Regions from separate parts of the Gossypium hirsutum genome. Here region 1 is linked to region 2. The links are chromatin contacts, called in public Hi-C maps. All regions are on one chromosome and are shown on one strand. The core of a region is the stretch at or near the end of the contact, and the rest is flanking DNA. Distances in the headings are between cores, read along the strand shown.

What was found. A called contact is a pair of places that touch in the nucleus more often than the background predicts.
Region 1: a Hi-C map of leaf shows a contact between it and region 2, with 2.6 times the contacts expected there. The contact joins the promoter of LOC107940643 here to the enhancer-like site in region 2. A contact is called at or near these places in 2 of 34 Hi-C or Micro-C datasets (both in leaf).

The regions. Positions count from the first base shown.
Region 1 is chrA09:38,315,794-38,319,774 of Gossypium_hirsutum_v2.1, forward strand. LOC107940643 (protein PSK SIMULATOR 3) reads right to left here and starts at 1,898. Exons shown (of 1, transcript XM_016874077.2): 1 at 347-1,898. The coding sequence starts at 1,745. The coding sequence ends at 393.
Region 2 is chrA09:37,569,746-37,574,350 of Gossypium_hirsutum_v2.1, forward strand. It overlaps the pseudogene LOC107933942. Among protein-coding and RNA genes, the nearest start is that of LOC107933939, 110 kb to the left of the region's middle. Within about 2 kb of position 3,261, at least 2 of the 9 cell types and tissues checked have an H3K27ac peak or open chromatin away from gene starts, as enhancers often do. A contact at or near this core is called in leaf, where this site is marked.

The sequences.
Region 1 (3,981 bases), core at 648-3,147, 740 kb after region 2:
ATACACGTGACATGCCATATATCACTATCTAATTATTCTGTTAATTACACTATCTTTTAAAACTACAAAGGAATGAAATTTTTAAAAGAAATGAACATTTTATTTTTTGATCTAATATTGAGGACTAATATATCAATTTTTAGAGTAAAGAAAGCGAAAATCAATTTGGATTCCCAATACAAATGCTTCACCTTATTGCCATGAATATGCATGAAATTTCAAGTCCATCCAATATTTGAGATTCTACTCGGTTCATATCGTTTACATACATCTATGCTATACCATATACAAATAAGGGATTAGAATTGAAGACAAAACCTTGAAAGATCTGAAACTCAGTTCAATCTAAACAAAAAAACATGATGGTAGTATAGAAGTTGCAGAAAACAAAATTAAATGTCATTAAAGTTCGTGCAGTGGAAAAAGGCTTTTGCAGTCATTTCCCTTTCGAATCTCCAAATATAATTCAACCCCACAAGCAGCTCGGTGATAGCTGCTTCGGTCTTTTCTTTATTCGCAAAGAAAAGAGTTTGGAAAAGAAGAATAACATTTGTTTTGGGCAACAAATTCTGGTGCTCAAAGCTCCTTTCACTTTGCCATTTGATCGTGTTGTGTGCCAATGGCGATAACCAACCCAATATGCTTCTCACAGCTGTTCTCCATTCTCCAGCAAGGACTGGATCACTCGCTGATGACAACCCTCTTCCTTTTAATCTACCCCTTAAACACGAACTAATACTGCTAGGAAGCATGGAATAAAGATCGTCTCTTGCATCAATGCCTACTAATTGTGGTGACTTGATCATCTTCTCCATAATGATAATCAAATTCGCATAGTGTAGAGCTAAAGCCGCCGCCCCTAACGTACTTGATGGAGGCTTTAAAAGCTTCGAGTTCGACTCGAAAAAACTTACCGGCTTCGAAGAAGTCTTCAATGGACCTGATACAAAGTGAAAAGTGTCGGGGTTTTGAGTTGGATGGACAGTTGCAGAAGCTGAGAGACTTCGTGGTAAACAAGAAGGATACCCAAACTCAAACCCGAAAAAAACAAGCTTCAACCTTGCTAAAATAGTGAAAATCGATCTCACAAGTATGGAAACAACCATGTCAAAGCTTTTGTTCCATAAACATCTCTCTTTCAAATACTTAACTTCTTGTCTTTGCCAAAAAAGCTTTGTTTGCAGATCAACAATCTTTTGTTCTTTGATTGAAGATGGTTTATATTCTTTACACTTTCTCAAGCAGTTCTCAATTGTAGATAACTCCTCCATTTCTTTATACAAAGTTACCGTAATGGTGACGTACTTGTCCATCTTCTTTCTTTTAGCTTCCATATCTTTAGAACTCAGAACCCAGCCATGTCTATCATGACCCGAGTTAGCGAACTCATCGAACCACCCACCGAAACCTTGAAGATCCGAGTCTTGGCACCTTTTGCTTATCCTGGAAATGGATTTTGCTACTACCCTTATATTTTCAGCCATTTCAGCACACGCCAACCCTAACAGGAAAGACTCATCGTTAGAAACAATCTTGTGGACTCCTTCGAGAGATAAAGATTCATCACGAAGACGAATTATAGTCGTATCTGAAAGACAATTCCAGAGCTGTAGAAGCTTTGACATATGTCCAGCGATTTCAAAGGATAAAACCCCAACGTTGGCTTTATGATTTGAAGATCTTGCAGTATCAAGGGTGTTGGATATGGTTTTTTTGAGTTTTATGAGCCATGTTTCAAGAGCCATGAGGCAAAGAAGAAAGGAATGGATCCACTGAAACAAATGGAATGCAAAGAGAAATAATTGAAGAGTGGAAGTTTGCAGAGATAAAAGAGATAGTGAATGAAATGGGAGGAGTTGAAAATTTTTGCAGATTTGAAGCTCGTGGGATGTTGATTGAGCCCATTATAGAAATAGCAACTCCATTATAAATTGTTCCATTTTTCAAAATTAAATAAACAAAGGGAAACTACAATTTTTTTTTTTGCCCAATTATAAAAAGCTATAAAATAACTTTTAATTATTTATTTTTTCCTTTAATCACCAGTCAATTGTTAAAAAAATGAAACTTTAAAAAATAAAAGATAATTTGAGTGATAAAAAAATAAAATTAAATAGTTAAATAATTTTTTATGATTAAATGACCACAAAACAAACAAAACTATAATTGAGTAACTAATATGATATACCTATAAATAAATAAAAATAAAAGAGAGCTTGGGGAAGAGTTCCATTTCAAATAGATGCAGAGCAGCGCGTGATCGATGGAGTAACCGGATTGCTTATTTGTCTTTTTTGGATTTGAAAAACAATGACTTTAAAAGCGAGTGGGGCATATTTAATGGTTTCAATATTTGTAATAAAAAGGGGAAAAAATATTTTGTGGTTTTCTTTTTTCTTTTTGATTCATTTAATCAAATAAAATGATCTAAAGTTAGATGTTATTAAAATTGATGACTCAATGAGTTGGACTGATATGAATTATTGTAAATCGATAAAATTGATAATAACAATTTAATCAATTCAGTTAATTATGATTTTTTTTCTATTTTTGTTATTTTTATAAATTTATTTATTTTTATCTGATTAATATTAAATTGATGGTACAACACATTAAACCGAAAATTAATGAATTAATGGGTTCAACTATAATTTTCAGTTAGACCACCACTCTAAACTCTTATAACAGTGACAATATCTGATCATTTCACTTGTGTTTGGTAAAAGAAACTTTACTTCCTTTTCTGGTCTGTTTTTTTCTACAATGACGAAAGTCCATATTTATCCTCTTCATATTTTGATTGATATTCAGGATACGTTTGATTCACTATAATAGAATAAAACTGTAATTGAATAGAACTGTAATAAAATAGAGTTGTAATCAGTAATTCAACTGTTTAGTTGAATGGAATGAAATAGAGCTGTAATAGTATTCTTGTGTTTGGTTGAATGGTATGATGTTGTAATAGCATAAAGAAAAAAACTAAAATGACCATAATACCCTTAGCAGAATTTTTTTTAGGCAGATGATTATTGTTATTATTATTAATTTTAATAAGATTATTATTGAAAATAATTTAATAAAAATAATAAATAATTTAACCATATTTTAACATAATTATTATTAAATATAATTTAATAAAAAATATAAATTAATAACATTCTTAATATAATTATTATATGAATTAAAAAAATCAAAATATATAATACTATAAAAATATATATAATCTACTTTATTATTTTTAAACTGCAATACATATTTAATGTGCTAAAACATCATTAGTGAAATAAATAATTTAATTATTCTACAATTAAAATAAAATATTGAAGTAATAAATAACTTGAGAATTATATTTCACATCCAAGCATAATATTCATATATTAACAAAAAGTTACATGATTTCATTAGTTTATATGTCATAATCCATATGTTTTAAAATTTTATAACATCAAAAAGTTGCAACATTGTAATGACATCCTATCATGTCATTATACCATCCAAATATTACAAACACAAAAAGTTACCAAAATATCATCAATACAACCATGATTTTTAATGGACAGCAAGAAATCTTCTGACCTATTCCAATCGCACAGTAGAAGGTAAACTAAAGAAAACGAGCATTTGTGTTGGATGATCTGGAATTTTGTTCAATGCTCGATAATGCTCATCCTCAGTTAAACCTTCTACTTCACGTAATGTTGGATATAATTTCAGCGCACTTTTTTTGAATGGTCATTTCTGACTTTTGTTGAATTAGCACTTCAAAGGCAATACACTTACAGATTTCAAGGCCAACGGTCTATATATTTTCCGCCAATAAAGTGGCAGCATCATTAAATGAAGTAGAATAATCACTTGCATCAGAAATCCTTTTTATCTTCTTTGAAAATGTGGAATCACCTTGGTTTTTAGCTAGTTGCGGTTGTGTAGCTGAAAGATCCATGTCATCCAAAGAGACATCATTTTCGCATCAATGGA
Region 2 (4,605 bases), core at 2,011-4,510:
AACACATTTGAACTCAAATTCATCTAAAAAACATGTTTAAACCATATCAAAGGCCAAAAATTAGAGCCAAATGGAAGTTTCATAAACATTATGAAATAATACTAAATTTAAAATTTAAGACCAAACACACTTAACTTGTTGAGATCTAGTGCACTTAGTGTAATATTTTTGTCTATATGTACTTGTATTTTTTCAAACAAATTGGTTTAATAAAATATTCATCAATTCCATTAATATCTTCATACATTTTCCTCAATGGTTTTTGCACGCAAAGCAACATGAAAGCAAATATTGACCCATTGATTATCTAGTATTTAACTAATAATAAGAGATATTACGTGGTTAGATCATAATACAAAAATAAAACTTATATAGATAATCTAAACATGTTCTTAGCCTAATTGGAAATGAGAAAATCAATTGAAAGACTAATATGTCATCTACCAAATCAATTGAGGAGATACCTTGTCTGGGTACTAGTGCGAATGACTCCAAGAAGATAGAGACATAGATGTGACTGACAGTTCATCAGACAAGATCCAATTAGAATAGATCCTAGATCCATTTATGGATTTATTCACTTGTGACGTTCGTAGTGTGATATATCTTAATCCTAAGTGGACAATGGACTATATATGAGTAACTCATATACTTTGATGTAAATGAAAGCCCGTGTTCAAATAGATAAGGAACCGAAAGCTAGTAAGTTTAGCATATGACTTTTATAGTATGTAGCATCATTTCACAACAATAGAATTCGTAACCCAATAAAGAGTAAATGATATCCTCTTATCAGCATTACATTATGGAGAAAAGTAACCATGACCATGGGTCATTTGTCTTTATGATAAATGATTTAATTATTATTTATAGTAATTGACTTTTCATGATGGAAGAGGTAATAGTTACCATGAGATAAAATAGGATCCTATGAGGGCAACACACTTATGACAAAGTCATTGGACGAGGATTTTTTAAGTAGCTTTCAAAATGGTTTATAATAAGGGAGTGCTCAATCATGATACTTTAGTGGAATTCTTTCATGACTAAATAATGTTGTAATTAATGGGTGAAAGATGAAACTTAATTACAAATTATTTAAGCCCTAATTATATATGTCAAATCGATCCCCCTGCTAGCTTAAGATAGCAAGAAACGAATTGCATGTAGAACCAACAAATATGATATGAATGAAAACGATGAAGTAAGAGAAATAGATCGCATGTATCACTATCCATAGTGAATGCATTTTCCGCTAAATACAAAAGATGACTTTTAAATTAATTTAAGCTTTTTGAATTATTATTTAATTAATTGATAACTTTAACAAAATTAGAATTGGGTTGAGAAAATAATTTAATTGAGAAATTAAATTAGTTGATTTAATTACTTAAATTAATTTATTAAAAAATAATATTGGAGCTAATACATGAAAGGCTCAACTTAAGCTTATTACATGTAAAGGGCGACAAAACCCAATAGTATTACTAGGGGTGTCGCTGCCCCTAGTACTTTAGTTCTACTAGAGCATTGTATTTTTTATGAAAATATTATTATATAATTAGACCTTATTCGAGCAGAACTCTTGTATTGATTCTCTATATATAGGAACTATGTGTTAAGCAATTTACAACATTTCACATACGACATTATTCTATCAAAAATAATGGAAATTTATTTTACAGAATAAATTATATTTTCTGAGAAAAACACATAGTTTTTAGGTAAAAAGAATTAATTTTCTTACTAAAAGTTAAATAAAAGTTTTGATTTTCTGATTGAGTTCATATTACTCGAGCCTACGCTTGTGGTAATTCATGGTTCGAGAATAATGGAGAAGGTTATTTGATAGAAAGTCGAGATAGACTTTAGACCATCTCGTACAAAGTACAAGTAATTTTCTATTAAGCTTATTTTTATAAATAACACAACGGCTCGATTTCAAAGAGAATTTTTTAAACTTCCACTGTGCCTATTGACACTGCTTTCTAAATTGATTTTTCCAACACAGCCTATGTACATGCCATTACAAAACCTTCTAATACAGTAATACAAAGGAAACTATGTCTTTCTAGTCTCAAACAATGATGTGTTTCTTCTAAGACCCGATCTCTACTTTCTTAGAAAGGTTTTCTACCCACACATTTAAACCACTAATGCATAATGCATTAAGCTCAAAGAGTTTAGTAACTACGCTAGGACATCCAATTTATCATTCTTACAGTTTGTGTCAAGTCTTTTTACAAATTAAAAGCTTCGCTTTGACTAAACCACTGACAAGTTACCAATTTTTTAGCTCATTGTTTGTACCATGCTCATTTTCCACTAGCCTACATGGCTTCCTTTATTTCAAAACCTATCAATATAAAACTTATGTTCATTTCACTTGTTTGAAATATAGCTCTTTAATGTTAAAATTCTTATTTCACTAATTCAAAATATTAATGAAATTGATGTTTACACTTAGGTCCACTCTTATTTAATTATTCATTTTTAAATCATATCAATTTATTCGTGTCCATTTCGACACTTACTATAATTGTAAGTTCAATTATCATTACTCATGAACACTTACCATGTCACTTTTGTTTCAATTTTAACAAGACATGTTTATTAATAATTCTTATTAGTCAAATTTTAAAACATTTCACCCTTAATAAATCTTAGCAAAATATACTTGGATACTCAAGATTCCAACTGAACACCCTAACATATATTGCTCTAAAGGCAAAACCATAAACACCTTGAAAAAAGATCCAAAATGCACTTATGTGCTATGCCATAAGGTATATAACCTTGCCTTAACACTAAATGTCAATCTTCAATACTAATGCACATACTAATCTTTATGACTTAGCAATTTTATCCTAACTATTTCACCAAATTTATTAGGGCACTTTAATATTTAATCACTTTGAGCAATAAATAATAGTTTGTGCATTTGTGGTATATATATATATATATAAAGAATCACTTTTTAAGTGCTTATTGAGCTATTTCATTAACATTTCATAAGTATTCATCTTCGTTTATCAATGAACAACACAATTACATACACTTGTAAGGAAAAAGAAATCACTTTTTAGTTATATATGTAATAGTCACACTAATATCACTTGGGTGAACTATGCCACCAATTACCCACGAATGCGCCCTGAAATATAGAATACCATTGCCCGCTTTGTTTGTGCTTGGGTATACATATAGATACAATTGGATTTGTTCAATGGGTTGGACTTTTTGTTTTGTATGGGTTTAAATTAATTGAATTGGGCTACCAATATGTATTCGGTTTAAACTTAGGGTTTTATTAATGTTTGCTTGTTTGGTTTGAGAAATTAAAGTGACAACCGATCAAGTAAGTTTATTTAAATCGAACTTTCGTTTTTATAAAAGTGGAACTCTCTCTCTATATATAAATTAAAGTGACAACTGATAACTGATGCATATGGATACCGAATCTTCAGTGCTAAGTCATTGGTTGTGCATTGTGATGCTACGAACAGATGAAAAGCAATTACACTTACTGTCTCATAGTATATAAATGCTTAACCACATCTATAAAAGTAGATACTTTTCTCTGTTTATTTACGCTGGCTTGGTATTCCGAAATGGTTGAAATGGTTTTTTCTGTTAACGAAGGAGACTGAAATGGTTAATAACATACAGCAATTGGTTTTTAATTGCTCTTATATCATGTGAAGGCTACAAAATTGTTGTAAAAACCAGAAAGAAATGCAGATAAAATTAAAGATCCCCTTGACCTTATATAAAAACATAATGTTTATTTGGAATCATAGGTGACTGAAAATCTAGTTTAAAATGGTGGTAACCATGTGATAGCAATGGGGCTTCTTACTTTGTGCACTCCGTCCTTCCACACCAGCCCTCCAAACTCAGGCATTGTTTGTGGGGATTTTCTTGTGAAACTGATCTTGTAAGACAGTTTCTGGTTTCTTCTAGTGAAATTTAGAGTTTTGGGCTCAACTTTAATGGTGACGCCTTTAAATGGTGAAACTACAACATGGTAATGTGAAGCAGGAGGACCAACATTTGTGACTGTTCTATGGAGAGTCAAAGTTGAAATGGCTGTATCTTCTGGGAAGACAACTGAGATTGCTGGGTAGTTCAAATCTCCTGGAGTGGCAAGGGTGTTGTGATGGCAAGACATATTGGAATGCTTGCTAAAAGCTTTTAGCTGCATTGCAGTCAATTTCTGTGTGCAGAGGAATACAAAGTAATCCTGGGCTGAAATGTCATAGATCAAACCTGGGTCTAGAGCTTTCAAAGGTTGATATGACCAGCTCCATGATCATAGGGAGTGGAAGCTGCTGCAGTGGAAGAGTCTTGGAGTGGATTATGGATGTTATCATGAACATAAGCGGTTGTCATTAGAGCAGATTTAACTGCTGCGGCACTCCAATCTGGGTGTCTGGCCTTGATCAAGGCAGCAATTCCACTAACATGAGGGCATGACATTGAAGTCCCTGATAATATGTTGAATCTCACTCTCCTATGATCTGTTGGAAGACTTGACGGACCCAATTCTCCAGTCCAGGCTGCAAGGATGTTCACCCCTGGCGCAACCACATCAGGTTTGAGAAT